Linked DNA regions of Sus scrofa: regions 1, 2, 4, 5, 6 and 7 are each linked to region 3. A link is a contact called in public promoter capture Hi-C and targeted proximity ligation data. All regions are on one chromosome and are shown on one strand. The core of a region is the stretch at or near the end of the contact, and the rest is flanking DNA. Distances in the headings are between cores, read along the strand shown. Region 1 holds the start of DDX17 (probable ATP-dependent RNA helicase DDX17). Region 2 has its middle 34 kb from the start of KCNJ4. Region 3 holds the start of PICK1 (PRKCA-binding protein). Region 4 holds the start of FAM227A (protein FAM227A). Region 5 holds the start of KCNJ4 (inward rectifier potassium channel 4). Region 6 overlaps DMC1 (meiotic recombination protein DMC1/LIM15 homolog). Region 7 holds the start of GTPBP1 (GTP-binding protein 1).

Region 1 (4,026 bases), core at 1,067-3,566, 340 kb after region 3:
GATGTAGCTCCTAGAAGATGCCATGTCAGGTCTGTTTAAGTTAAGAACAAGAGCAACTGAAATAACAAAGGAAATTTCATAGTAGAAGTAAAGTCAGAGCAAAGACCTTATGAATGAGTTTTTTAATTTATTTTTCGTCTTTTTTCTTAGTGTCACCTGAAACTTTGGGTCAATATGGGTTAAACTAAGTATGGATCAGTAATTTACTTTCTGCTCTTTCCAAATAATGAATTTTTATTATTAAAACATATATACAGTAAAATATTAAACCAAACACCCATGGTAAAGAAACAGTATTACCAGTACCTCGGTACCCTCCATGTGCCTATTTCAAGTTTACAATTCCCATCATAATAAATACCACCTGAAATTTTAACCATTCCCTTGTTTTATCTGTGAGTACCCTCGCGTTACTCTTTTAGCATAACTTGCCTTTTTAACTTTATTTTAGGTTTGTGAATGCAAGTTTTTCTTTTTCACCGCTGTATTGTATTCTACTGTAAGAACACCGTCTATTTAACCAGTCATTTAAGCTGTTTCTAATATTCTCTCATGGACAATGCTGTTACAAACATGGATACCGGGTACATGCACCAAGACTTCTCTAGACCTAAAAGTCTGGGGTATAAACCTTATGAGAAGAGTTTGGGGTTATTTTCATTTTACTAGGTTAATATTAAGTTCTTTTTCCTAAGCGGTTTACTGAAATTCACTTCGGTTTAGCTATACTGAGAAACACTAAGCGAACATTCCATCTACAGCCCTCCGAACTTAATACTAAAATCAAGTATTTTCTTTCCTAACAAGGTATAAATCAAAACAACCCTTTTTATTTAGTAAATGAAGTGGTAATTAAGGAGCTTATGACTAGCAGGTCTGGTACTTGTGTTATCTGAACCACAAAAAACAAAAACGTTTGGAGAAAACAGCATTAACAGAATGCCTACTACAGGGACCATCGCATGGTATTTCAATTGAGAACAATGCGAAGTAAAGGCAGTTACCACCTCCATCTTCAGAAGAGAAAACAGACTCACAAAGGTTCAGGATCCTGCCCAAGGTCACACACACATACATATTAAGAGGTGACTGGGTCCCATAAACTTTTTATCCAGAGATAAAACTTTAATTACAAAAAAGTAAACAGCCCAAATACACACGGACCTCTTAAGCAACTTTTTAAACAGGGGCTTTAAGATTTGAATCTCAGTATCTGGGAGGACTCCAGGTTTAATCCTGTTAACTTCCAACCTAGTAACCGTGGCATTTATACATCAAAAGCTCTCAAGCTAGGGCGAGAAGTTAATGCTTCAGTCCAATTAGAGGGGGAAAAGGCCGAAACATTAAAAAAAAAAAAAAAAAAAAAAAACTTTAATAACTGCCAAACAAAACTCCCTCCCCAAACACGACCATGAAGATGGCAAATAATTCCACCATTTTGCATTCCAATGTGCTTCCTTCGAATTATTTTAAAAAACGACTAAAGGCAATTTTAAAATACTTTAAACGCTACAAGTCAGCCTCTTAGTCTCTGGTTTCAAACCAAGTTTCCAATCGCAGTAACACGGAAGCCATTTCGTGTTAAAAGATTTGCCTAGGCTGCACTCGGAGACCTCATCCTCTTCTCTCAGCAAGAACATCCGAGTTTCACGGATGAACACTGAGGCCTGGAGAGATCGAATGACCTGCCTAAATCGGCAGGGCTCGAAACCGAGAAACCAGGGAGGCCTGGGCTGGGTCTGCGGCGGCCAGGCCGCGCCACGACGACCGTACAGGAGCAGGGGCTGGGGCGTCGCCGAGCCGCCGCCCCCCCTGCCAGGTCACCCCGGGGCCCAGGGTCGGGCCCACGCTTTAAACCGCTATTATGTCCCGGGTTGCCTCGCCTCCCAGAGTTGGGAGCGTGGCTCCCAGGCCTGCGATCAGCTCAAAAGTCTTCCGCTCGACCGCAGGCGGCGGTCTCCTCAGGAGACAACCCCCTCCCCACCCCCCGCGCACACAAGGCCTTTCCTCTCCTCCAACTCCCGCTTACCCTCCACGGTCACGATCCCGGTCCCGGTCCCCAAAGCCGCCTCCGCGCATGGTCCCAAATGGATAGAGATCTGGGAGCGGGGCACGGATGGCCGGGCTCGGGAGGGCCTGCGGCTCCGGTCTGGTGACGACCGATGGCGGCGGCGCCTCCGCTGTTGGGGCGGCGGCAGGCGCGGCGCTCTCTCGCTCCGACGCGCTGTCTCCCGTCGCAGACGCCACCGTCGCCGCCTCTCTCGTCGGAGACGGGAGCAAAACACAGAGAATCGGGGTTATGAAAGCAGCGGGTAGGTTTGGCTACGCTCAAACCCGGCAGTGCCGCGGTTTAGGCGTCTCCCTCCTTCCCAGCGACTGCACAAAATGGCGGCCGGCGCTGAGACTGCTCCAGCTTAACGCTACGTACGTCGGAGACGATACGTAAACAGCGCCTCGGAAGAGCCAGAGGGCTTCGCGGAGTACTGTGGGTATTCTTGGAAGATTTTACGTCAGTTGCGGAGATGGATGCGTTTTGCGGTCGGTAGCAGAAAAACAAAGTACGGAAAGGGAGTAGAGTTCTCGCGCCACCTGAGCCAGAACTAGAGGTAGGGAGTGGAGGGGGAGAGCCTCCGGTGCGACGTAACATTCTTTGCGTCGTTAGCCGGCCCACTATTGCGAAGATGCGCAGTGTGCGTAACGCATTCTGTTTGGAGAATAGAGGATTTTGCCGGGTTCCGACACGGGACGGAACCCGGGCCTGCTTGTGCAAGTTGCTCTGCAGAGACAATAACTGTCCTCCATATTGCAGGCTTCAAGTTTCAGGGTCTCCAGGTGCCAAAAGCCCAGAAGTGTGGTCAGGGCCCCTGGCTAGCGCTCCTAGACGGCCCTTCCCGCCCTCTGGCCCCGCTGCCCTGGGCCTGGCGAGACTGGCCGCGCGGCCGGGCGCCATTTCTTTTCCGTTGCCTCGCTGCGCTGTTGCCGGCGGCCATGATGGATGCGGCTTGTCCGTTCTTTGGGGGATTAGTCAGGCGGCGAGGTCCCTGTTAAGTTGGATCTCTCTCTGCTACGCTTCGTTCACACCGGAGTGCATTTTCTGAACAGAATATTTGCACTGCCCTCGGTTGAGCACAATTGGCTAACAAAGAGCCAAAATGTGGGTGGAGCCTCTCTTAAGGTAGACGCTGAAGCGTCTCGGCCGCCATTACATGGCACCGCCTCGTGCCAGGCCCTTAGCGCTCTCCGGAGACAAAAGGCTTAAAAGCGGTGGTCTTCAGACGCTGAAAAGGTGAAGGCGTAAGCACATGTTTTTAACTAGGTTAGGCTGCCCTCATTTCTCAGTTCCTTCTAAACTGACTTTTTTCTCCCTCCCTCCCTGCTTCCTTCTTCCTTCAACTGCACTTTTAAAGTCTTAAAAGCTTGGCCAGGCAACGTCTCAGAATTGTCCAGTTGCTAGGACCCCTGGTGAGCAGCTCTTGAGTCTCTTCTATTTCTATAAATGGATAAAAGGGAAGAAGTTTGAGGTCTCTCACTGTGGGGGCCCAGTGGTGTCTCCTACTCTGGCCCTGCTGTTTCCTAAATTACTAGAAAAGTAGCATAGGGAAAGGAGCGTCATGACAGGCTGAGCAGATGTCTGTCAGCCCATAGACAGGATGGACAATCCCCGATTCTTTGGACAAGGGTTGAAGGCCTAATGATCCAAGCATTGTGCTAAGCACTTTGGCACAGCTGTGAACAAGCAATAAGTACCTACATCTGTGGAGATTACGCTAGTGGGGAGATAATAAATGTGGGTGGTTTTTTTTTTTTTTTAAGTTTCTTTTTTTTATTTTCCCACTGTACAGCAAGGGGGTCAAGTTATCCTTACATGTATACATTACATTTTTTTTCCCCATCCTTTGTTCTGTTGCAACATTAGTATCTAGACAAAGTTCTCAATGCTATTCATCAGGATCTCCTGGTAAATCTAAGTTGTGTCTAATAAGCGCAAGCTCCCGATCCCTCCCACTCCCTCCCCCTCCCATCAGG
Region 2 (4,243 bases), core at 1,743-4,242, 270 kb after region 3:
AGCTTGGCTCTCCACACCTAGAATGGGTGAATAATCCTGGATGGTGTGTGGCGCCCTCTGGGTGTGGGCGGCAGGGAGGTGTGAAGGGTGCGGACCTGAGACGAGGAGAGGACGGAGCAGGACTCAAGGCTCCGAGACCCAGAGCAGAGGGCATGGGGCTCCCCGACTCCTGGGGTGGCAATGACGGGCCACGTCCACCAAGGTGCACTCAGCCTGCAGTGCCAGAGGCCACCACGGGGCGGCGCTGTGGGTCAGGGACCCGGGGGATCGAGCAGACCCGCGCCCCCGGGTCTGGCATGAAGCCCGGGAAGGCAAAGCGAGAATTGTTAGTAACCATTTGTCCGGCGTCGACTTCCGTGGGGAGGAAAAGATGGACTCATTCTGATTTCCTCTGCGGCAAGAGGGGAAACTGAGGCGAGGAACGGTTCCCTCTCTCACCTTTGAAAAGCTGCTGTGATGGAGGGACCTTGGGCTTCAGAGTCCGCGTGTGGTCCTGGCTCTGACCAGCTGAGGAACCTGGCGTGACAGGCCATTCAAGCTGCCAGGCCTGTTTCCACACCTGCAAAACGGGAACACCTGTACCTCCCGGGGCAGGAGCAGAACCACTGCAGATGATGGCTAGGAAGGGGCTTTGCCAACTGGTGCTAAGACAAGGTCCACACCTGCTCTGGGACTGAAAGGTTGAACTTTTTTTTTTTTTTCTTAGGGCCGTGTGCACAGCACATGGAAGTTCCCAGGCTAGGGGGTGACTTGGAGCTGTAGCTACTGGCCTACGCCACAGTCACAGCCATGCTGGATCCGAGCCACGTCTGCGACCCACACCACAGCTCACGGCAATGCCAGATCCTTAACCCACTGAGCGAGGGCAGGGATTGAACCTCCGTCCTCGTGGATACTAGTCAGATTCGTTTCCACTGAGCCACGGTGGGAACGCCTGAAAGGCTGAACTTTGAAGGATGAGTATAAAGATGACAATGGCCATTAGCTAAGTGCTTAATCTCCTTTACAATCTCATAACAGCCCATGAGGTTGGTGCTACTATTGCACCCATATTACAGATGAGAAAATCGAGTCTCAGAGACATGGTGTGGTTTGCCTGAGGTCACACAGCCCAGCAGAGTCTGTCCTCTGCCTCTTGGGTTTTGTGCTGCCATGTGACCAGGTATCAGCTGACCAGATATCAACCTCTTCCTGCCCAGCTGTTGTCTTTCATCACTGGTTCCTGGCTTCCTTCCTCTCTTCTCCTCTCCTTCTCAGCCTCTGTGGCCTCCCCCGCCCACCCCGCCTTCCTCTGTCCAGGTTGCCAGTCCCCCCATTAACACAAAGAGCCTCTCCTGGCCCACAACTCATACCTGCCAATCAGAGTGGTCCATGCGACTGCCACAGTGGTGGGTGGGCTCAGGGGTGGGCAAGTGTCCCAAGCGTGGCCAATAAGGCTGGATTCTGAGAGGGTTGGAACTTTGGGAGACCCTCCTTTCCCCTGCCTAGAAGCCGAGCAGCTGTGAGCCTGGAGCCCGGGGGCTTCTGGAGACTTTGCTTGCGCCTCTGACTTCACCCAGAGGACCTGACTATCCCATGAGTTCATGCACCAGGATGCCACTGAAGCACCTCCAGCCTTCCACCTGCCCCCATACCTGCCCATCTCTGCCCCTTCCCACCACCAGCTCACCAGACCTAAGATCCGAGAGTTGAGGTTCCCCAAACCCCTGAGGTTCCAACAAGATGTGGTTTCCCAAACCCCTGCCTCCACCAGGAAAGTTCTCAGCTCCACGCTGACAGGCAGGCAAGTGTGCTAAGTGAGATTTGCCCAAAGATGCACAGGTGAACAGTGGGCCCACAGTCTAGAATCCCATCAGTGTATTCATTCCCTTCCTGCCTTTTTTTTTTTTTCTTTTCTTTTTAGGGGCACACATGCAGCATATGGAGGTTCCCAGGCTACGGGGTGAATTGGACCTGCAGCTGCTGGCCACGGCCACAGCCACAACCACAGCAATACCAGATCTGAGCCACGTCTGTGACCTACACCACAGCTGGCAGCAAACCAGATCTTTAACCCACTGAGCGAGGCCAGGGATGGCTCCTAGTCCTGGTGGTTTGTGCTGTGCCACCACGGGAACTCCTCCCATCTTGTCTTGAGCCCCTGCCCAGAGGCCGGCTGTGAGGGTACAGGGTGGGGCTCTGGAGACAGACCCCCCCCACCCTTCCCCAGCTCAAATTCCAGCTTCCTCACTCAGTAGTGATCTTGGGCAAATTATTTCATGTCTCTGTGCCTGTTTCTTATCTGTAAGACAAGGGAAAGGCTGAAGTTCCCTACTGTCTCCAGAAACCCAGAATCTTCTGCCTCTTTCATAAGACCAGGCTTTGCTCATGCCATCCATCCCTCTGCTTAGATAGCCTTCCAGAGTGACCACAGACTGGGTGGACTCTGGGCCCAGGAAGTCCGGCTTCTAATCCCGTCTGGAGACGAAGGAGAAGGGCATTTCCAGCAGGAGAACCACAGGTGCAAAGGCACTGAGATAGGAAGCTGTATAGAACTAGGGGGAAGGTTCTGTGGGGCTAAGTTGCACAGTTGCACCCCTGATCTAGTCCTGTCCCCATCCTTCTGCCCCCGTGAGAACCTCTGCTCTCTCTGGGATTGTGCTGTGGAAACAGGGGCTGGCTCGCAGGCCCAGGGGAACTCATCTGAATAATCCAGGGGAGAATCTGGGGATCCCGATTAGCCTGAAGGGCCCGGGCCCTCTGGGAGAAGTGGCGTCCGGGGGGGAGGGAGGCCTTCAGTTGGAATTGGAATTGGAATTGAGCCAGGAGGAGCGGGCAGCCCAGCCTTGGTGGCCCTCAGGCCAGGGGGCAGTTCCCAGGAGGCAGGAGAGCCTGAGGTCCCAGCTTGGCAGTGCCTGGCAGAATGGGGGCAGGGGTTGGTGCAGGCCCTCCGCAGCCAAACACCCTCGCACTGCGTTCTGGGCCTCTCCATGGAGGAGCTGGAAGCTAAAATAGGACTCTATTTTGGGGGCCTGAGCCAAGCTGGAGTCATTTCCCTGCCAGACCGGAGAGGTTGCCTCAGTCTCTTCAAGGCCAGGCTCACCGCCCGTGCAGGAGCAGCGGGGTGAGGGCCTTGACAGTGGGGTGCAAGGCGGGGCCCGGGCTGAGACGAGGGAGACGGCGGCTGCTGTGGGCCCGAGGCTGCATTCGTGAGCTCCCTCTGGCCTCCCAGCTGCCCTGTGGGGCGGAAGTGGGGCTTTCCCCATTTCACAGAAGAGACTGAGGAGTTCCCATCGTGGCTCGGCGGTAACCAACCCGACTAGTATCCATGAGGATGCAGGTTCCATCCCTGGCCTCGCTCAGTGGGTTAAGGATCCGGCGTTGCCCTGAGCTGTGGTGTAGGTCACAGACACGGCTCAGATCTGGTGTTGCTGTGGCTGTGGCGAAGGCCGGCGGCTGCAGCTCTGATTCGACCCCTAGCCTGGGACCCTCCATAGGCCTTAAGTAGGGCTTTTGAACAACAAAATAAAAAATAAAAATAAAGAAGAAGAGATTGAGGTTCAGAGAGGTGGAGTTGCTTGTGCAGGGGCGCTCAGCAGCAGGTGGCAGAGCCAGGATTCAGCCTGGGCCCGGATTTTGCCCGAGCCTGTGTGCTAACCACAGCAGTGCACCTGAGCTCAATAAGCAGAAGGCAAAACCTTTTTCTGAGCACCTACTGTGTGCCAGGGCCTCTCCCACACATTAGCTCAGTGAGCCTGTTGTACCCCGCAGGAACCCATCATGCCCCCCTATTTCACAGACAGACTTGAGAAGAAGGATCAGGGACAAGCTGGCTTCAGTTGGGCATCCGAGTTACTACACGGTCAGGGGCAGAACCCTTCCCCTTCCTGGCCTCAGTGTCTTCATCTGTAATTCCAGGAGATGGGCTCAGGGCTGTGACATGTCTCCAAAGGAGGCTGATGGAACTGGGCCTGGGGAGGTGGCCAGGACAAGGGAGGGAATTTTTCTTTTTCTTCCTTTTTCTTTTCTTTTCTTTCTTTCTTTTTTTTTTTTTTTTTGGCTTTTTAAGGCCGCACCCACGGCATATGGCAGTTCTCAGGCTAGGGGTCAAATCATAGCTTCAGCTGCCGGCCTACACCACAGCCACAGCCACACAGGATCCAAACCGAGTCTGCAATCTACACCACAGTTCATGCAGGATCCCTGACCCACTGGGTGAGGCCGGGGGTTGAACCTGAGTCCTCATGGATACTAATTGGATTCG
Region 3 (4,242 bases), core at 218-2,717:
CTAACACTCCCCCTCTCTCCTCCGCCACACTGCTGCCCTAGTGGGAGAGGCTTCCCTGTGCCCAAGGGGATCTGGCTCCCACCAGACCAGGGCTCCCTTCTGCTTCCCCAGCCTGGCAGCCCCTGCTCCCCATTTCCCCACCTCGCTTAGGACTCGGGGGAGGGGGAGGCAACGCCCCCCACCTCTCTGGCTCCCTCACTCTCTTCTAGTCTCCTGAGCTTTCCAGCGCCAGGATGGTCGACTCTGGCCTCCTGCTTCTGAAATCAGAGGCCTCCACTGACTCTGACCACTGCCTGGTCTCTGGGCTTCTGCTCTCAGAGTCAGTTATTCATTCCCTCATCAGGTTATGTGTTGAAGGTACCATGTGCCAGGCGATGTGCTAGGTATTGGTGATAGAGATTCCACCTGAACAGGCCAGGTTTCTGCTCTCAGGGAACTTGCAGTTTACAGAGACAAGCAAACAAATGTGTAACCGAAACTGTGCCGCGTGTCAGGCTGGAGATGAGCAAATGTCCTGAAATCGACCATCCAAGCACTGTGCTTTAGCTGGCAATCACGGAGGGCTTCCTGGAGAAGGTAACAGGGCAGAAGAGATGTGGATGACGTAAGGGAGTGGGCATACCTGGGGGAAGAATGTTCCAGACAGAGGGAACTACAAGAGCGAAGGCCCTGAGATGGAAAACTTCCAGCCCATTCCAGGAACAGCAAGCCGCCAGAGGCCCTGGAACAGGATGTGAACAGGAGGAAGGGTGGGCCCTGGGCTGGAGGAGCAGCCAGTCCCAGATCTCTGGGTCAGAGAGGAGTTATTCTGCATGTGACAGGAGATGTCGGGTGGCTTTGGGCAGAGAGTGTCACGGTCTGACTTAAATTAAATCCCAGCACTCAGGGGAGTTCCCATTGTGGCGCAGTGGTAACAAGACCAATTGGTATCCATGAGGATTCGGGTTCGATTGCTGGCTCTGCTCAGCTCACGGTGTTGCCGTGGGCTGTGGAACTTCCATATGTAGCTGGTACGATCCTAAAAAGCAAATAAAATTGTAAAAATAAAACCAACACTCAGGCTCTTTTAATACCGATTTTTTCCATGGAGTCTAAGGCTCAGAGAGGTCAAGGTACGTTTCCAGAGTCACACAACTGCCATGAAACCAATGCTCTGTCCAGCTCACCCCCCCAGCTCCCACCTGCCATATCCCTTCCCACTGGGCTCCCCCCGCCTTTTTTTTAGTGCCACACCCTCGGCCTATGGAAGTTTCCAGGCTAGGGGTTGAATCAGAGCTGCAGCTGCCAGCCTATGCCTCAGCCACAGGCACGCGGGATCCAAGCCTTGTCTGTGACCTACACCACAGCTCACTGCAAGTCCAGATCCTTAACCCACTGAGCAAGGCCAGGGATCGAACTCGAGGCCTCATAGATACTAGTCGGGTTCATTACCACTGAGCCATGACAGGAAATCCTGGGCTCCCCTTCTGCTGTGGGGCCTTGCTCAGCGCTCCGAGATGGGAGATATTACCTGGGTGGATGGCTGCCCTTCCCTCTCGTGTGAGCTCTGGCAGGGCAGGACCTTGCTTTTCTTGTTCCCTGACCAGAGAGGCCCAATACCTGTTAGCTGCTAGTATTACTGCTCCTATCTGTTCGCTTTTAGAACCTATGCTTTTAGTCTCCATGCTGCTGACGAATCGAACTGAATTCCACCCACCCACCCCTGGTTCCCTGACTTTCATAGGGGCCTGTGATGCTAGTGGTGAGTCAGTGAGGAGTCAGGCCTTATGCCGGGGCCATGACAGCACTGAGGGATGGGCAGGTCAGGCTCAGCTCTCCATGTACGTAAGCAGCCTCACCCATCACCCACAGACCACAAAGACTTGTGGTTGCTCTAGCCAGCCATGACCTGGGGAGGGGCAGTGACTGATGGGAAGAGAAAGATTGGGGGAGCTCTGGTGCCCCAGTAGGTTTTTCTCCCAATGGCCACTGGATGGCAGCACTTCCCCAGAAATATGGCGTTGTAGGGGGCAAGCTTCTCCTGATGGAATCAGGCTCAGAACCTGAGGGTTGGAATCTTGAAGGAGACCTAGGCCCAGAAAGGGGTTGGGACTTGGCCTGGGCTCACACAGCCTTCAGTGGCCAGGCTGAGCCAGAGGTCATCTGCCTGCCTGGATGGACTCTGGAGCAGTAGGAGATGGGGGTGGGGGATGCAATTCTCCCTGTGGACTGGTTAGGACTTGGTGGTGGCCTTTCACCGCCCTCACTGTCTGTCTCCTGCCACACTGTGATTCTCTGTGGAGAGGGGACTATGCCTTGTATGCACCATCGCCTACACCAGCTATATCCCCTGCCTGGGTCACCATGCCCCTCTTCTAGGCCGGAGACCCACCAGCACCTCCTTCAGGACCCAGCTGAGATGTTGCTTCCTCCAGGAAGCCTTCCCTGGCCTTTGGTCTGGGCAGAAGCCCCTCCTCGGGGCTCACAAAACATGCTGGTTTCCTCCTGGATGGTGAGGCCCCCGGGGCAGGGATGGTTGGTGTAGCCGAACAGGCCCACCCTGAGGATGCTCAGATACTGTACCTTCCGAGCCTGCGACGCAGTGGTCCTCAAACTGCAGGAGGCCCTGAAGTCACCCACAGAGCTTCGGGGAAATGCAGCCTCCAAGATCTCCCCTTCCCGGACTCTGACCGATAGGTCTGAGACAGAGCCAGGAGCCTGCGTGTGAGGTACTTCCCAGGCGAGTCGGATGCAGGGGCCGAAGCAGCCTAAGGCCTTTGAAGTGTGCCACTGGCCCTGCCCTCTGAATTGGCCAAATGGTTATAGTGAGAAGTGACAACAGAAACCTCTGATGTCTCTGCCAAGTGAATCACTCTCAAGCCACTTTCACCCTCGTTTCTCTCTTTTATCTTCATCGTTACAGCTTCTATCTTGGGAGGGATCACCATGCCTGGTCCACAGCCACCAACCTCGGAGGCAAAGGCTGATGTGCCCAAGAACCCCCCCAGCTCTGAAACAGCAGAGCTTGGGTTTGAGCTGGGGCCATCCTGTGTTTAACAGTCTGTGTTAAAGCCTCTAGGTTTGGAGATCACTGTTTGTTGAAAAAGCAAATTTCAAATTCAGGACCTAAACGCGTCTGGTGATTCCAGCCTAGTGGAGGAAAGCTGGGCCACGGCCACTGTTCAGGTCCCCACCCTCAGCAGCTCTTTCCGTCTCTTCCCATCCTAGTTCCCTCCTCCGGGGCCCAGAACATCTCATCCTGTACAAAAACCACAGCTATTATTATGGCACTTCAGCCACAGCCAGGTCCTGTGCCAGGCTCTGTGGCAGATATAGAAAAGGACAAGACCTGCCCCCAGGGGCTTCCAGTCCAGCTGGAAAGACAAGTGCTTAGTGGTGGTAGAACGATGCACTCGAACTTTCGTTCCCTTCAAATGAATTCATGGTCCCAACCCAACCCCCTGAATTGTCTGGAACAGGTTGCCATGCTGTGTGGGCTGACCCAGGAGAACCGTCCACTGACAAACATAAAGTGAGTCACAGTATTTTATCACTAACACACATCTGGCACCTGGATTTTCTTTTTCTTGTTGGTCACAGTGATGCCTGTTGATGGATTCCTTGCATCTTATGGTAGGGGTTATAGAGTCAGTACAGAAAGGGAACCCAGGAAGAGGAGAAACAGGAAGAAGCTGTTTATGGTTTGTGGAGACATAAGCCCTAAGCCCCAATTAATTTTATGTATTTATTTAGGGCCGTGCCCAAGGCATGTGGAAATTCCTTGGCTAGGGATTGAACCTGCATCATAGCAGCAAGCCTGGTTGCTGCAGTGAGAATGTCGGATCCTTAACCCATTGCACCATGAGAGAACTTCCCTGAGCCCCAATTTTAGAGCAGGGAAACTTTCCCAGACAAAAAAAGTGATCCACTAGCTCAGGGAAGCCATGAAGGAGTTTCACAAGACAATACATAAATAATTGCCAGATGTCATGATCCAAATAACAACTGTTTCAGGAACTCAGAAAAAGAGGCAAGATCTGGGAACCAGGATGGTCTGGTAGGGCTGCATGTGAGAGGTGGATCCAAGCTGGGCCTGGAAGATGAGGACGACAAGGAAGAGGAGTCTGGGCATCTCACCCTCACCTGGGAAGAGGGACTGAAGTGGGTTGGGGGGTCAGGGGGCTTGAGTGACATCTGCGTCATGCAAATGGTTTGTTTACACCTGTTGTTCCTTTTTATCTTGACCTTCACAAGTATCTTTGG
Region 4 (3,761 bases), core at 199-2,698, 470 kb after region 3:
CGATCCGGCGTTGCCGTGAGCTGTGGTGTAGGTTGCAGACGCGGCTCGGATCCCGCGTTGCTGTGGCGTAGGCCGGTGGCTACAGGTCCGATTGGACCCCTCGCCTGGGAACCTCCATATGCCGCGGGAGCGGCCCAAGAAATAGCAACAACAACAACAACAACAAAAAAGACAAAAGACAAAAAGAGTAGAAAGATAGAAAAAGGCTAGAAGTGTGCATCACAGACGCACATGTGACAATTGAGTCCTTGGAATATGGTTAGTGTGACCGAAGAACTAAAATCTTAACTTTAATTAATTAATATTTAAAAGGTAAAGCAGAATAAAATTTTAAATATTGATTGTATGTTGGAATGATCATATTTGGGTCATATGAGTTAAATATTATTTGTATTAATATCACATGATTTTTTAATTTTTAAAAAATAAGGCTGGGGGATTTCCCATCATGGCACAGCTGAAAGGAACCTGACTAGGATCCATGAAGGACGCAGGTTCATCCCTAGCCTTGCTTAGTGAGTTAAGGATCCGGCGTTGTTGCCGGGAGCTGTGGTGTAGGTCACAGACGTGGCGGGGATCTGGGGTTGCTGTGGCTGTGGTGCAGACCAGCAGCTACAGCTCTGATTCCACTCCTAGGCTGGAAACCTCCATATGCTTTGGGTGTGGCCCTAAAAAAGCAAAAAAAAAAAAAAAGTATACATACACACACACGCACATATATATACGGCTACTAGGAAATTCTAAGTTACATATGTGGTCCACATTAAGTTTCCTTTGGACTGTTGTAGGTTAGACCATGCCGTTTGGTTCTAGGATAGGGACTTCTTCCCTTCTCAGTGAAGTGTACTTGTACTTGGAGCCAGAGACCCATGGGTCCTGTCCCTCATTGGTGCACTCACTAGGCACCCAGTAAATATCCCCTGAATGACCCTGATTTTCTTCATTTATCAAATGGAACCAAAAATACATTCGGTTAGGATTTTAGGAGATTTGGAGTTGATTCTTGAGTGCCTTCCTCACTGTGTGACCGTGAAGCGGCCCCTGGCTTCAGTTTCCCCTTCCCGTCGAATCGAATGAGAATCCGGGCTTCGGGTGGAGGGCAGGGAGGGTCACTGTCTGTCTGTTCGACTTACCTGACGACATCGGCGGAATCCGACGAACTCAGGGCCGATTCCGCCACGGGTCCCTCAGGGGACACCTGCAAAGTTCTGGCTGAGACACCCGACACCAGTTGCCCCCACATCCATCAGATAGGGGTGCCCTTGGTTTTGTGGTCAGGGACGAGGAAGAGGAGGAGTGGCGTCGGGGAAAGGCCCATTTTGCTGCTGTGAGTCCTGACGTTCTCCTGGCAACGCGGGCCGCAAGCATCTCTTCCACCTCTCCCACAACAATGGACGTGTCACTAGCCTCGGCGGAGTCCGCGGGACGCCGTTACCACGGCGACAGCCCCGCCGGGTGGGGAGACCAGACCAAGGGGTTGGTGGGGCGGGTGATTGTGGTTCCTCGGCCTAGGATATGGCATGGAGCACGTAAGTGACTCCAAAAGGCACTGAGTTTGTGGAGTGTATTAAATGTACCGATGGCAGTCCTCGAGAGTTTCTGGTGCTTCGCGTGGGCTCGCATTGGGGGCCGCGCTGCGCGGGGCACCCCCACTCCCCTCGGTGGTAGAGCCCGGCAGAGCTGCGCGTGCGCGGTGGGCCAGAAACGACTGGAAGCGGCTGTTGAGGCGGGCGAGCAGGCCCTCGCTGGCTGCGCAGAGGGGGTTCTGGGGTTAGCTTGGAAGCCCGCTCTCGGGGCGCGTCACGTGCGTCTCTAAGCCTGGTATCGCCTGAGGACCCAAAGAGCGTGGGACACCCGGGCGTTCCCCACGGGACTCAGGGCCTCCCCACAGCTGGAGCGGCAGGAGGGCGTGGAGCAGGAGGCGGTGACTGGGGCCACCGCAGGCCCGTCACCACCCATTTCGAAATGTGTTTCCTCGGTTGTAAATTGGGGTGATAATTCCTACGGTAAGTCAGCGGTGAAGGTGATTAAGGAGAGCGTGCGAATGAACATTTGTTCAGTGCCGTTAGTTAACAGACCTGGGTGGCCTTGACCTGCCTGGTCTCTACGGCCTGACTCAACTCTGGGGGACCTGTATCTCTTTGGGAATCCGAGGAAAAGCAGAGACTTGCTTCCTCACCTTCTTGTTAGATTAAAATAAGATAATAGAATTTCCCATTGTGGCTCTGTGGGTTAAGAACCTGACTGGTATCCATGAGGACGCAGGTTCCATCCCTGGCCTTGATCAGTATGTTAAGGATCCAGCGCTGCCATGAGCTGCCCTGTAGGTCACAGACTGGGCTTGGATCTGGCATTCCTGTGGCTGTGGCATAGGCCGGCAACTACAGCTCTGATTTGATCCTTAGCCTGCGCACTTACATATGCCGCAGGTGCGGCCCTAATAAATAAATAAATAAGATATTTTATGACCCATTGCGAACTGTAAAGCATTGTGCAGTGATTATCATCAGCATGGAAGTGTAGACCTTGTTTGAAGCCCATCCACTACCTTCCCACGATGTGACTGGGGGCAAGTTACTTCTCTAAGTCTCAGTTTTCTAACCTGTAGGCGGGAACATACTACTTGATCTACTTCTGCCGGGATTGTGTGAGCATCAAATGCCATAGTTTTTAAATAAACACTAAAGGAATAACCTGTAAGCGGGTACTCTTGTTACCCTGGATTGTGAATCAAGAAGCCTGGGGCCCATCCATGCACAACAAGTGCTGGATGCCGCTGGGTCCCCAAGAGAAGCAGAGCGATGATAGGAACCCAGGTGCTCTCCTTTCACTTCCTTTGTGCTGAATCCTCTCTCTGCAGGGAGTTTCACTGGAGAGAAGGCTGCCTTGGGCCGTGGGGGCAGCTGGGGCCTCTTGGTCCACACTAATGTTTCAGGATCCCAGGGTCTCAGCCAGAGTTGTTTGTGGCTTAATGGATCTGACTTAAAAACTAGTCCAGATTCTTCCTTTTCCTCATCTTTGATATATTGATGACAGTGCTTGGCCTAAGTGTTATGAGAATTAGTGAGATCATGCATGGAGTGCCCTTGTTAAAACCTGGAGAAATAAATAACCGTGGCCAAGGTTCAGCAGACAGCTGAGGGGTCTAGAACTAGTCTGCAGTGTTCATGTGATAGCTCAGGCTTAGTGCTCTTAGCACAACTGTGGGCTTTGCAAGAACAGCTTGGCTTATTTTTCCTCCTTCAGATGTCTCCAGATGCTTGGAGGGGCAGGAGCTGCTTTTTTTTTTCCCCCTTGCTTTTTTAGGGCTACACTCATGGCATATGGAAGTTCCCAGGCTAGGGGTCGAATCAGAGTTGCAGCTACTGGCCTACACCACAGCCAGAGCAACAGCAACACGGGTTCCGAGCTGTGTCCAGCTCATACCACACTGGATCCTTAACCCACTAATTGAGGCCAGGGATTGAACCTGCATCCTCTTGGATCCTAGTCGGATTTGTTAACCACTGGGACACGATAGGAACTCCAGGGGCTGCTTTTTATATGGTTTTTTTGTTTATTGGTTTGGTTTGTTTTTCCTTACCTAATACATGAATATATTATCATTGTAATAACTCATTAAACCCAGAAATATATTTCTTTAATATGGTTTTATATTGTAACATGAAATTGCCACCATTAGGCTTTTTTTTTTTTTTTTTTAACCTTGAAATGGCAAATTCAGAAGTTTCCTGGTGGTATAGTGGGTTAAGGACATGGCA
Region 5 (4,150 bases), core at 1,502-4,001, 300 kb after region 3:
GCTCCTTCATTCTCTGCTCTGCAAATGTCAGGTAAGAACCTACTATGCTCCAGACTTGTGTCAGCTGCTTCCAGAGACCTGACCTAGTCTGCGAATCACTCAGCAACCCAAAGAAGTCAGTGCCGTCATCCCCACTTCCCAGGTGAAGAAACCGAGGCCCAGAGAGGTCCGGCCAGCTGCCCAAGGTCACCCAGGAGAAATTCAAGGCCAGCCCTGTCTAGTCCCAGTCACTCCAATACTTGCAGGAGAGAGGAGCTTCCCTTTCCAGGGTACACCCAAAGGTTCCTGAGGAAGAGGTCCCCAGCCCCAGGTCCCCCTCCTCGGATGCCGGACACTGCCCTTCTTGGTCAGTCCTCTAGTTCAGGCCACGTTCCCCCTCCCCGTTAGCTATGCCTCTTCCCAGAGGTAAAATGAGTCTTTACTTCCATTTGCTCTGCACTTTCCCAGCCTGTAGACAGCCCTCGGCTCCCTCGAGCCCAGCCCCCCCTCCCTTGGAGGTCAGTGGGACAGGGGACTGACTGCTGTCCTCATTCCACAGATGTGGAAGTTGAGGGCCAGGGAGGAGAGCGGCTTGCCCGTGGTGCTGGCCCCTCTGCCAGCTGAGCAGACTTCTAGGAGCCCAAATGGGGGCTACCCAAGGCCCACTGCCCAGTGGGGAAAACCCCAGGAAGAGCCCATCCCCCAGGAGAGAACCAAGTAGAATGTTCTAGGTTCAGCCCTCCAGACTCCGATTTGGCTATAGGTCAGCTCAACAGCCAACCGCCTTTGCTCCTGCCACACCGCACGGCAGCCCTGAGCCCAGTGCCCCCTTCCACATGTTGTCCCCTCATCCCAGGCCACGCCAGGACCACAGTTTGGCTCTCAGGCCCCCAAAGTCCTGCCAACAGCTCTCAAAAGTCCCAAAGCCATGGAGGTCACAAGACTGGATGTGGGGGAGAAACAGAATAGACATTCTACACACACACACACACACACACGCACACGCACACGCACACACACACAGGTCTGGCTCCTCTCTGGACCTTGCATGTGTGGCCCTTAGGCCTCCCTCCCTCAGCTCTCTGTTCCCTCAACCTGCTTCTTGGCATCCTCCTGCTCCGGAGGCCCCCGCCTGCTAACTATGCCAGGCAGCCCTCCACCTGTCTCTCGCCCACCCCCACCACCCCCCTGCACCCTCTCCCCATCTTAGAGCCTGGGCTCTGGAAACACAAGTGCCATGTAGATGCTGGTCAGGGGACACTGGGCACGGTTGCAGGGAAGTTTCCCTACTCCATCCAGACCTCTCTTTCCTGGTGCTCTCCGTCTAGGGAGGGAAGGCACTCTGGCCTCCCTCTGTGGCCTGTCGCCACCGCTGGGAAGCCTGAACTGCTTCATCCATCCCTGTCCACCCTCTCTAGGGTCTCAGGGCCCAAAGCAGGTGCTCAAAACGAGAGAAGAGGGATTTTGTTCTGTCAGGGCCATTTTGCAAACAGGCTGCAGTTGGGGAGGTGGATAGGAGACCCCCCCCCCCCTTTGCCACAAGTCATCTGCTTTGAAACTCCTCCAACCCAGTGTGACAACTGGGGGTGGGTGGAGGCAGGGAAAGGTCACGGCCGGGGCAAGAGGTCCAGGCCCTTTGCACTCACCTCTACCCCCCCTCCTGGCAGAAACCCAGACCTTGACGCTCCTGAGACGACGACGGACAGAGGACAGAGCTCCTCGGCTCCGGGGAAGTCGCCTGATCGCGCTGAACGCGCGCCCGGCGGCCGAAGCCCGGGTCAGGGGATAAGGTGCCGAGCGGGCGGGGCCCGAGCCGCCAGGCCCCGGGACACACACACATACACACGCACGCGGCGGGACAGACGGACGGACAGCGCCAGCGGCGAGCGCCGGCCGGGCTTACCGCGGGGCGCAGGGTCCGACGAGTCTCCGGGAGGCGGCGAGAGGCCGCTACATCCCACGGCGCAGTCGGGCGGGCAGCGTCCCGGGCCGGGAGCGGGGAGTCCCGGCGCCCCTTCCCCGCGAACTCGGCGGCCGGCCCCGCCCCCCTCCCCCGCTGCCTGTGGGTCTGTCCGTCGGTCCCCCGGTGTCCCGGCCTCCGGGCCGTCCCGCGCCGCTCCCCGCCGGCCGCCCAACTTTCAGCGCTGCCCCGCGCCGCGCCCTCGGCGCCGCCTCAGCTTCAGCATCGTCGGGCCCCGGGCCGGGGCTCAGAGCGCGGGGGTCCGGGGACCCATGGCGCTGGAGCCCCCCGCCCCCGCCGCCTTCTCTCCGCCGCCCCCACGGTTCTCTCGCTGTCCCTCGGCGCTGTCCCCCGCCCTGCGCTCCGCTCCCTGGCCCGCTGCGCTCGCCTCCGGCCCCGAGACCCCCGAAGCCGGCCGGCCCGGGCTCTGCCGCCCCCGCCCCCGCCGGCCCCCTCGGCTCTCGGTCTCTCGCAGTCTCTCCTGCCCGCCTGGGTCTCTCCGACTCTCCCCGCGGGCCCCTGTCTTCGTCTCCGTCGCCCTCCCGGTCTGTCCGCTGCCTTCCTCTGCCTCTGCCCTCTCTCCCCTGAGCGTCTCTGTCTCGCTCCGGGTCCCTGCCTCTGCCTCTCTCTCTCTCTGCCTCCCACTCTCGGTGCGGCCCCCGCGGTCTCGGACCCAGGCCCCCGCCTCTGCCGCGTCCCCGGCTCGCCCGGGAGCCCGAGCTCCCGCCGCCCGCGGCGCGCCGAGAACTCCCAACTCGCGGCACGCCGCCCCGCTTTGCGAGACTTTCGCCCCTCCTCACACGTGACCCGCGCCCCGCTGCGGAGGCCGCGCCCCCCCACCCCAGCCCCGGAGCCCCGGGCGGCCCGGGGGACCCGGCCCCGGCCCGTCCCCTCAGCCTAGCCCGGCATCACACCCCCTCCCACCCGCGGGCAGCGCCGGGCCGGGCAGGGGCTGGGGGCCGCGGGGGCCGCTCCTGTCCCAGATCCTGCCCGGGTTTTCCTCCTCCCTCCAGGAGCACTCCGCCCAGAACCCGCTCCGAGAATCCGCTCCCAGGTTTTCTCGCCCCCCAGGGGCAGGTGGAGAGGGTTCCTCCGCGCCGGGAAGGGAGTGGGTGGGATAGGGTCGGTACCCGGTTCCTCGGCTGCGGGCCACTCCCCTCGGCGGTTCCCTTCCCCTCCTGCAGGACTGGCCATTAAGGACCCTACGCACCCCGCCCCCGGGAGCCGGAGGTGTAACCCTCCTGGAGGGACCCTCACCATCCGCTGGGCAGCACCGCCCCGTTTGACAGACTGGGAAACTGGGTATCAGAAAGGGTCATAAGTTTGCCCAAGGTCACCCAGAGGTGGCAGAGCCGGGCCAAACCACAGTTTTTCCTTCTCTGCGTCCCCATCACCCCAAAATGTCTTTATAGGGAGGATCTCGCCCGTTTCCTTCTCATCTTGGGGGCGCACCGGTCTGGACCCCACACCAGTCTGGACTGTGGGGAGAAAGCCCCAGCTCCTCACAGCCCCTGGCGAGCCAGCCACTCCCGTGGCCATTCCTGCCACCTCACTCTGAGGATGCAGGAGGTTAGAGGATGTAGGGTGCGAGGATGAACGAATACCTGCAGTTAGATAGCCAGAAGGACTTCCCTGGGAGCCTGGCCATCTCTGACTGGCCCCAGTTAAGTGAGGGAGATTGGGGCACTCCAAGCCGGACCGAGAATTTACTGAACATAAAATCTCCAGCTCATCCTTCAAGCTGACCCTCTGAAGTTGCCGCAGGCACAGGAACCACCACACTTGAACCATCATGACTGTTCCCAATCCCCACAGTCCCTCCCCTCCTAAAAGGATTGCGTCCCAACTCCTCAGTGTGATGTACAGTCAGGTCCCACCTTATCTCACACCCCATATACCCACACATACACCACGATGCCTACAGATTCCCGAACACACCAGATGCTTCCACACCTCTCTGCCTTTGCACATGCTATTCTTCCTGCCTTAAATGCCCTTCCTGCTTCTCTGCTCTAAGAATTCCTGCTGTTTCCCAAGTCCAGCCTCCACGCCACCTCCCCTAGGAAGGCCTCCTGCTGCCCTTAGCAGAAGTCATCCATCACCTCCTCATTCATTCATCCAGCACCGGCCACAAGTTTAGTTCTTTTTTTTTTTTTTTTTTTTTTTTTTTGTCTTTTTGCTATTTCTTTGGGCCGCTCCCACGGCATATGG
Region 6 (3,950 bases), core at 1,058-3,557, 390 kb after region 3:
GAGAACTTATTATGATAGTAATAATTTCTCTAAGCCCAATGGTTCTTAAACCATGATGTGGTAGAGCAACTGGAAAATATCAAGCTGTCATTGGAATCAAGTTATTTTGATCCAATTTGATTTTGATGAATTTGCCTTGAAGTAGGATTTCCCAAAGACTCTTCTTTAGCTGTTATCTGAAAAAAAGGTTCTGTGATTTTAAAAACTTGAGGCAATGGTAGGTTAAAGAGGTGTTTTATTTCACTGCAGAAATTCAGACCCTTTAATAGGCAAGTGTGCCTATTAAATGTGTGAATCTCCAAGAGGAATATATTGTATATTGCACTTCCCCAACTCATTTTACTCACTATTTGTTTATTCATTCAATTAGTCATTCAACGAATATTTATTGAGCACCTAGTTTGTGCTAGAGATTGCTCTCTGTACTTGGAGTAAAATAGTGAACAAAAGAGATAAAAATCCATCACTTTCTGGAGCTTGCATTCCAATGAAAGAACAGATAAACACAAGTTAGTAAAATATGCAGTATGTCAGATATTATTAAATGGTATGGATAAAAATTAGATCCAGAAAAGGTATAAGACGTGCAGAGGATGAAGATGGGGAGTTTTCAAATAAACCTGCAAATAAAGTGATTAGAGAAGGCCTTAGTGAGAAGTGGACATTTTAGCAAAGACTTGAAAATGTGACAGCAGGCCATGTACATAGTGAAGAAAGTGTTCCAGGCAGAGGGAATGCTTAGTGCAAAGGCCCTGAAGGCAGAAATGTGTATCTGACATATTCTAGGAATAGCAAAGAAATTAGTGTGGTTGGTATGTAGTAAACCAGAAGAGGACTAAAAGATGAGCTTAGATTTGAGATTAGAAAGGACTTTGGCTTTTGCTCTGAGTAAGATGGGGCATCATCAGGGTGTTTTGGGCAAAGAAGTATGATCTACCCTATGTTTAAAAAGAATTACTCTGGCTCCTATATGAATTATAAACTCTAAAGGAGGGAGGTTAGTTAGAAGTTATTATTAATAATCCAGAAGAGATGTTAACTGGTGGTTTAGGCCAGTGAAGTAAAAGTGGAAAAGGTGGTGAGAAATAACTGAATTCACATTTTTTTCTCTTTCTCTGTACACATATAGACACAAATAGAAAACAACGCACCATACACACACACACACACACATATATAAAATAAACTTTCTATTATGGAAAATATCAAATATAAACAAAAGTAGACAAAATAGTATAATAATGATTTTATCATGTACCTATCACTCAGCTTCAACAATTATCAACTATAAACTCAGGGTCAACCTCTTTTCATATAAAACGTCCAATCACTTCCCTCTTTTCATATTACTTTAAGCAGATACCAGGCAACATATTATTTCACCCTAAATACTTCAGTAGGTTTCTCTATAAGACAAAGACTCTCATTTTTAATATAACTGCATTATCATTATCACATCTAAAAAATCAGTAATTCCTTAATATCAACTTCGTAGTAAGCATTCAATTTCATAAGTCTTTTTTTTTTTTTTTTTTTTTTGGCTATAGCATGCGGAAGTTCCCAGGCCACGGACCAGGTCCATGCCACAGCTGTGACCCAAAGCACAGCAGTGACAATGCTGAATCTTTAACACATTGGGGCCACTAGGCAACTCCAAATATGTCTTATTTTTTGATAGCGTGTTTGAATCAGGATCCAAAATAAGATCGATATACTGGGATTAAGTGATATGTCTTTTAAATTTCTTTTCATCTGTTTCTTCTCCCTGATTCCGTTTCTTTCTTTTTTCATCCCTTAAAATTTATTTGTTGAAGAAACTTAGTGGCTTGTTTTGAGTAAATATATTTGAAAGTAAAGCAGACAGGATTTGTCATTGAATTAGAATTGCAGTGTGAGAGGGGAAAAAAAGGTGCCAAGGACGACATTACGGTTTCATGTATGAGAATCAAGGAAAGAATTCCAAGCTGAGGGAGAGTTTAGGAGGAGCAGATTTGGGGCAAAGATCAGAAGTTTGGTTTTGGACCTGTGAGGTCTGAGCTGCCTAGCAGATACTTAACTTGAGGCATATTTGACGATGACATCTTTTTTTCTTGGAGTTTTTTTGTGAGGTCAAGGTTTTGAAGAAAATACTTTGAGGAAATATTGCTTTTGTTCAAATTGTTCTTGCCACTGCTCTAACTTATGAAATAGTAATTCTGCCCACAAAGATAGAGGGAAAAAAACATTCTAGTCAACTTGCATTGGGAAGATGATGACTATGTCTCAGAAATCAGAAGACAGTAAGTAAAAAGGGAAGTTAAAACTGCTGATGCTGGGAGTTCCCTTGTGGTTCAATAGGTTAAGGATCCAACATTGTTACTGCAGTGGCTCAGGTCACTGTGGCGTGGGTTTAATCCCTGGCCCAGAAACTTTCACATGCCATGGGCATGGCCAAAACCAAAAACAAATGACAACAACAAAAAACCCCTGTTGATGCTGAAGAGCAAAAACAAGACTGGTTATTTCTTCTAAAATATTCAGTCTAGCAACTGATTTTTTTTTTCCCCTTTGGCCAAGCCTGCAGCATGCTGGATTTCCTGGACTAGAGATTGATCCTGCCACAGCAGCAGCAACCTGAGCCACAGCAGTGGCAAGGCCACCAAGAAACTCCTTAACAACTAATTTTTAAGTAAAACCAAAAGTAAGATGGAATTTCCTTCATCAATGGAGAAGAAAAAGGAAATGAAAAGTTAAACTGATTTTTAAGTGGTTTATAGATTAATATAGGCTGATTCAGAAACTTCTTATATTTTGGGTCTGAATTTCCTATAGGAAATTTAATCCTATTTTTGCAAGCAGTCTGAAATTTATTTGCTTCAGTTGCCTTTTGAGGAAAGAAATAAAAACTACTGCAAAAGAAGAAGCTATTTCTACTACTTACAGTCAAAATAACAACCTGGATAAAGGAAAAGAAATATAGTATTCCAAAGATTGTGCTTAGTGGATATAAAAAAATGCGAGATACACACTCAAATTCTTGGCTCCCAGTGGTGATGTGAAAAACCATCTTCCTCTTCTCACTATACTCAAATGCAGTCAAGAATCCTGGTTCCTACAGAGAGACAAAAGGAAAGGTTCAAAAAGGGTATAAGATGATGGTTTTCATTTCAAATGCTGCCAAAAACTATATACTCGATTATCAGGATAATCATTTGATATATAAGCTTCAGTTCATTTGTCTTTGATGGTGGCACAAGATCATAATTAAGAATATTGGCTCTTGGAGTTCCCGTTGTGGCACAGTGGTTAACAAATCCGACTGGGAACCATGAGGTTGCAGGTTCAGTCCCTGGCCTTGCTCAGTGGGTTAAGGATCTGGCGTTGCCGTGAGCTGTGGTGTAGGTCACAGATGCAGCTCAGATCCTGAGTTGCTGTGGTTCTGGTGTAGGCTGGTGGCTACAGCTCTGATTAGACCCCTAGCCTGGGAACCTCCATATGCCGCAGATGCGGCCCTAGAAAAGGCAAAAAGACAAAAAATAAAATAAAATAAAATAATAAAGAACATTGGCTCTTGAGTCATCCTACCAAGTTCAAGATATGTCTTTAATATGTATTTCTGTGATGTGTGGTAAACTACTTAGTTTTGCTGTACTTCAGCTTCCTCTTTCTGAGTCAAATAGGATAATAATAGTGTCTCTCATGGGGGAGCTATAAAGATTAAAATACATATATTTATGGCATAAAGCAGAATGATATTTTACTAAGCAACTGTTGATTTCATTCAATAGCCTCATTTCCCCTCAGCTCTAGAAGTTGCAAGAAGCACAGAAATTCCAGGTTTCATTATTCATGATTCAGTGTTTTCCACATTAGCTACACTACATAGTTGTTGAATTAATGAGCTACAACTGATGCAGCGTTACAACTAGTGAAAACAGGCCCTGATGCAGTCTAATGTATTCCCCTTCTTG
Region 7 (3,937 bases), core at 1,193-3,692, 510 kb after region 3:
ACACACAAAGAAAGGGCCTATGGTTCTCTTTGGGTAAACGGCCCACACCTATGCTTCATAAATCACCCCAAATAGGTTGTTTCCAGCTATAATTCAGGCCCATCTGGTGCAATAATTTCATCTCTGGAGTCAGAGAAGGGTCTTCTGGAACTGCCAGAAGAAATCTTGAGCTTTCTTTGCACTGAGAATTGAGCAGGGTAACTCTCTATAAGCTGGAGTGGTGAGACAGGCTCACTGCCAAAGTTGCTATGGACTGCAGACGTGCTGCTGTGTTCATCCAGACACTGCAGAACCATTTCTCAAACCCTTTGATAGAAGAATTTTAGAACATCAAAGCTGAGAGAAAAGAGCTGAACTTCCATCAACCTGCCCAGGAACATTTGGCAAAGTGGCTAAGAAAGGCCATCAAGAATGAAGTAGAAAGGGGTGAGAACCTAGAGTCAGCTTCAAAACACAGCTTTGCTACTTAGAAGCTATTTGGACAAATTACCTGACCTTTCTTTCTGTTTATCAGTAAAATAGAGACAGTAAATTGACTATTAGAAGGACTACACAAAACTGTATGAAAAGCAGCAAGGACAGCATGTGGCCTCATAGGGAAGCTGAGCATTGTGTATACTTTCTTACGGACCCCTCAATATTCCAACTCTGGTGACAGGTGTATGTATATTGTCCTCCTTCTAGACTCTAAACTCTATTAAGTTTAGAGGCATGACTTGAGAAGCATTAATAGCATAGTGATCAAAAGCACAGCAACAACACACCTGAATTCAAGCTTGGCTCCATCTCTTGTTATGTTACCTTGGGCAAATGACTGAACTACTCTGAGCTCCGTCTTTGTGCGTTAAATGGAAACAACACATTCCAACAGACTGTAGAGAGGATCCCTTGCAATAACAACTGAGGCTCTCAGCACTGGGCCTAGCCCATGGTAAGTGCTCAATATATATGGTAATGAGTCTCTTTCCCATTCCTGTGACCCTTATACCTGCTAACAACAGCTACCTAATAATGCCTGTTGGTTTGAAGGTTTATGCAGCAGAGACATTACCCCACAAACAGAAATTCGGAAACAGCAAAAATAAATAAATAAATAAAATAAAAAGGTATAAAGATGCCAGAAAGAAAGGGTCCCCTACCTCTGGAAAATCTCTTGCAGCGTTTCCCGGGTGAAGGCATTGCTGTCCTGGAAGACGTTATTGAGGGCATGCAGAGCACAAAGCTCCCTGCGCTGTTTCTCATGGTAGATTTGTGGGGGTGCTGCCTGGGGCAGCTCCAATGATTCAGATTTGGCCTTGTCTCCTTTCCATGGCACGCAACTCATGTTTTTTGTTTTAAGTTCCAGAGAGGGCTAAAAACACCCTACCCTTCCCTCCTGAGGAGGAATATAAGCTTCTCAGTCTTTTCAGAATTCCTGAGGTCCACCTTAGTTTCTGGTGTCCATGATTTATGCCTTGTCACGGAGAGAAAAGGTTGGAATCAAAAGGAAAAATAATTTCCCTCTCTCTCTTCTCAATAGAAAGGTAAGGTTTAGTGTATTTCGCCACCGCTGTCAAAGTGCAGAAGTTTTAGAAATTCATATAAAACCTAAGTCCTTGTTTCCCCTCTTCTACCTTCCTCTTCCACCCCCTCCAAAAACCCTACAATTTTCTTGCTGTATTTTCCTTTCTGCAAATGCCAACCAGGCCTCAAGGCAGGAGGACCGAACGGAATCGGTCACATCGCTCCTTTTCTTCCATTTCTTTCGAACCACAACGCCACTGACTCAGGAGACAAGGCCTAGGTGGTGGATAAAACGCAGATTTCGAGCAGCTAGCGAGGGCCGGCCAGAGTGGGATCGCGGGCCGTGCTGGGGTCTCGGGGGAGGTTCTCCATCCCCTCGGGCGCGGTGGGGCCCCAAGGGGCCGAGGCGGGCGCAGCTCCCCCGGCAAGTGCGGATTCTCGCCCTCTCGGCGCAGCCCTACGAGGAGACAACTCCTGTCAGCTCCGGCAGTCCGGCCGGCCGCCGCGGGGGACCGGGTGGCGCGGGTAAGCGGCGCGGCGAGTCTGGTCCCAGCCCTAGGGAAGGTCCTGCGCAGCGACTGGCAGGCCCGCGAGGGGTGGGGCCAGACAATACGCCTCGCCCTGGGGGCCCGGGCCCACCCAGCTCGCCGCCCCCACCCCAACCTCCCCGCCCATCACGTGAGTGCAAGCCGAGGCGCCTTCCCACCGGTCCCCTAGCCCCGGCCCTAGCCCGGTCCCCCGCGCCACCCGGACAGCTTGAGAACGCACTGCCGGTTGCCCCCCTCACCGCTGCAGGCCGCCACCTGGAGCTGCGGGCCACCACCTGGGCCGCGTGCGGGCGGGCGCGCGCACCTGAGCCCGACGTCAGCGGCCCCCGCCCGGCGCGTGCTCCGGAAACGCCCTCCTTCGCCGTCCCTGCTCCCGCCCCGCCGCAGCGTCACGTCTGACGTCAGCCTGACGTCAGCGGCGCGGGCTTTGGAGCTGTGGCCGCCAGGTGTTTGGTGGGAGCGGGCAGCGTTGGCCACCCTAGGGGTGCGAGATTGGGAGCCCAGCAGCGGTTGTGGCAGCGGCAGGGGCAGCGACGTCGGCTCGCTGCAGGTAGGGCTGATGCCCGGTTCCTTGGCTCTGTTCCTTCCGGGACTGGGCAGGCCGTGCGGCCGGCGGGAGTCCCGCCCCGATGTCTGTCCCGCCCCTCGCCTCCTTTTCCCTCCCCTTCTCTCCCTCGGGCGTCGGCTCCGTTCCGGGGCGGTGACCGGGCCAGCGGCTGCACGTCAAGGTTCTCCTCACCCCTCCCCTCTCCCTGACTAGGCTTCTTGGGCCCAGTGCTTTCGTGAACCTGGGCTAGCTGCTCCTGCACTGACCGTTTTATGCTTGTCTAGCACGTCGTTCCCCCAGGTGATTTCAAAGTACCTTGTTGACGCGGTCGGGCGCAAATTCTCTTGGTTTAGTGGGCCCGACCGCCTTCACTTTCCAGGAGCTCTCTGGGTAAGTGCCTCTTCGGGAGTCACGTTTCTAGTGGACTAGAGAGTCGTTTCAGCTCCTTGGTGTCATATTTCGGCGTCTTACTCACTGACCACTGTCCTCTCACCTTCTGCTCTGGTCTCACCGTGGCGGCCATAGAGCTTTCCTCTTTTCTCAGGGCCTAAGTGCATTGTGTGTGTCAGGAAGATGAACTCAGTCCTGCATGGATTTTTTTTTTTTTTTTTTTTAACCCAAAGACATGTGGAAGGCATCGGCGAATATTCATCATCCACTGTAGTTGCTCTCCTTTTGGATTTTTGTTCAGGAAGTTGGAAAAACAATAAAAGAAAAGGTCACACTTAACAATTCAGTCATTTCTTTAACCCTACTTCAACACGACTCAACACTGTTAAAAGACAATTGAAAATCTAGTTGGCTAGATTTCAAAATTCAACTGAAAATCTAGTTGGCTTTATTAAACAATTTATAAATCAGGCAGCATCCTATCTAGTAAATAGAAAGGCAATCCGAGAAGCAGTACGAAATAGGAGATTTTTAATAGACAGAAGAAAGTGGATTGTATCGCGGTAGGTCATATTCCCTTTTAGAAAGGCAAGGGGTCTTATCAGGCCGATTACCCCAATAGTGTTGTTCAGGAAATTAGAGACTGATTGTTTAAGTTTCTACTCCTGGTAGAGGCTGAAAATGCAATTAGGTTTAAGTGTTAAATCTTGGTGGGGCTTAATTTTGGGCCTCTTTTTAACACCATTACTCAGCACGAAATTATCACTTAACACCCTTGGCTTGAGTGCCTACCACGAGGTTGGGAGTCCTGAGCCCTGGTCCAAACAACTTTCGAATTACCTTAAATTTTTACAATGTGTAAGCCACCTAAGGTTTACAGTTATATTTGCTTGAGATTTGTAATTGAGGCTTGCAAACATTGCTTTAAGTAGTTTAACTTGCCTGAGGT

What was found. Promoter capture Hi-C pulls out the DNA fragments that hold promoters and counts their contacts.
Region 1: a promoter capture Hi-C map of fetal skeletal muscle shows a contact between it and region 3, with 8 times the contacts expected there. A contact is called at or near these places in 2 of 5 promoter capture datasets (fetal skeletal muscle and liver) and 2 of 2 datasets of targeted methods (alveolar macrophages and skeletal muscle).
Region 2: a contact with region 3 is called in a targeted proximity ligation map of skeletal muscle. A contact is called at or near these places in 6 of 47 Hi-C or Micro-C datasets (embryonic fibroblasts, fibroblasts, psoas muscle and 1 more) and 2 of 2 datasets of targeted methods (alveolar macrophages and skeletal muscle).
Region 4: a contact with region 3 is called in a promoter capture Hi-C map of liver, with 4 times the contacts expected there. A contact is called at or near these places in 1 of 5 promoter capture datasets (liver) and 1 of 2 datasets of targeted methods (alveolar macrophages).
Region 5: a targeted proximity ligation map of skeletal muscle shows a contact between it and region 3, with 10 times the contacts expected there. A contact is called at or near these places in 1 of 47 Hi-C or Micro-C datasets (embryonic fibroblasts) and 2 of 2 datasets of targeted methods (alveolar macrophages and skeletal muscle).
Region 6: a targeted proximity ligation map of alveolar macrophages shows a contact between it and region 3. A contact is called at or near these places in 12 of 47 Hi-C or Micro-C datasets (brain, embryonic fibroblasts, fetal skeletal muscle and 7 more) and 2 of 2 datasets of targeted methods (alveolar macrophages and skeletal muscle).
Region 7: a contact with region 3 is called in a targeted proximity ligation map of alveolar macrophages. A contact is called at or near these places in 2 of 5 promoter capture datasets (fetal skeletal muscle and liver), 2 of 47 Hi-C or Micro-C datasets (heart right ventricle and skeletal muscle) and 2 of 2 datasets of targeted methods (alveolar macrophages and skeletal muscle).

Annotation. Positions count from the first base shown.
Region 1 is chr5:9,484,082-9,488,107 of Sscrofa11.1, reverse strand. DDX17 (probable ATP-dependent RNA helicase DDX17) reads right to left here and starts at 2,316. Exons shown (of 13, transcript XM_021091487.1): 1 at 2,030-2,316. The coding sequence starts at 2,316. It overlaps LOC110260646 (a long non-coding RNA gene), which reads left to right and starts at 2,456. Exons shown (of 3, transcript XR_002343895.1): 1 at 2,456-2,606.
Region 2 is chr5:9,558,525-9,562,767 of Sscrofa11.1, reverse strand. No RefSeq gene overlaps it. Among named protein-coding and RNA genes, the nearest start is that of KCNJ4, 34 kb to the right of the region's middle.
Region 3 is chr5:9,826,902-9,831,143 of Sscrofa11.1, reverse strand. PICK1 (PRKCA-binding protein) reads left to right here and starts at 1,467. Exons shown (of 13, transcript XM_003355340.4): 1 at 1,467-4,242.
Region 4 is chr5:9,356,092-9,359,852 of Sscrofa11.1, reverse strand. FAM227A (protein FAM227A) reads right to left here and starts at 1,448. Exons shown (of 22, transcript XM_021093103.1): 1 at 1,134-1,448. It also overlaps a transcript of CBY1 not described here.
Region 5 is chr5:9,525,000-9,529,149 of Sscrofa11.1, reverse strand. It overlaps KCNJ4 (inward rectifier potassium channel 4), which reads right to left and starts at 2,751. Exons shown (of 3, transcript XM_021091491.1): 1 at 1,883-2,751.
Region 6 is chr5:9,436,273-9,440,222 of Sscrofa11.1, reverse strand. It overlaps DMC1 (meiotic recombination protein DMC1/LIM15 homolog), which reads right to left. Exons shown (of 12, transcript XM_021091489.1): 5 at 3,009-3,091. Among named protein-coding and RNA genes, the nearest start is that of DMC1, 7.0 kb to the right of the region's middle.
Region 7 is chr5:9,320,697-9,324,633 of Sscrofa11.1, reverse strand. It overlaps GTPBP1 (GTP-binding protein 1), which reads left to right and starts at 2,442. Exons shown (of 12, transcript XM_021091480.1): 1 at 2,442-3,937. JOSD1 (josephin-1) reads right to left here and starts at 2,702. Exons shown (of 5, transcript XM_013988199.2): 1 at 2,291-2,702; 2 at 1,140-1,960. The coding sequence starts at 1,324.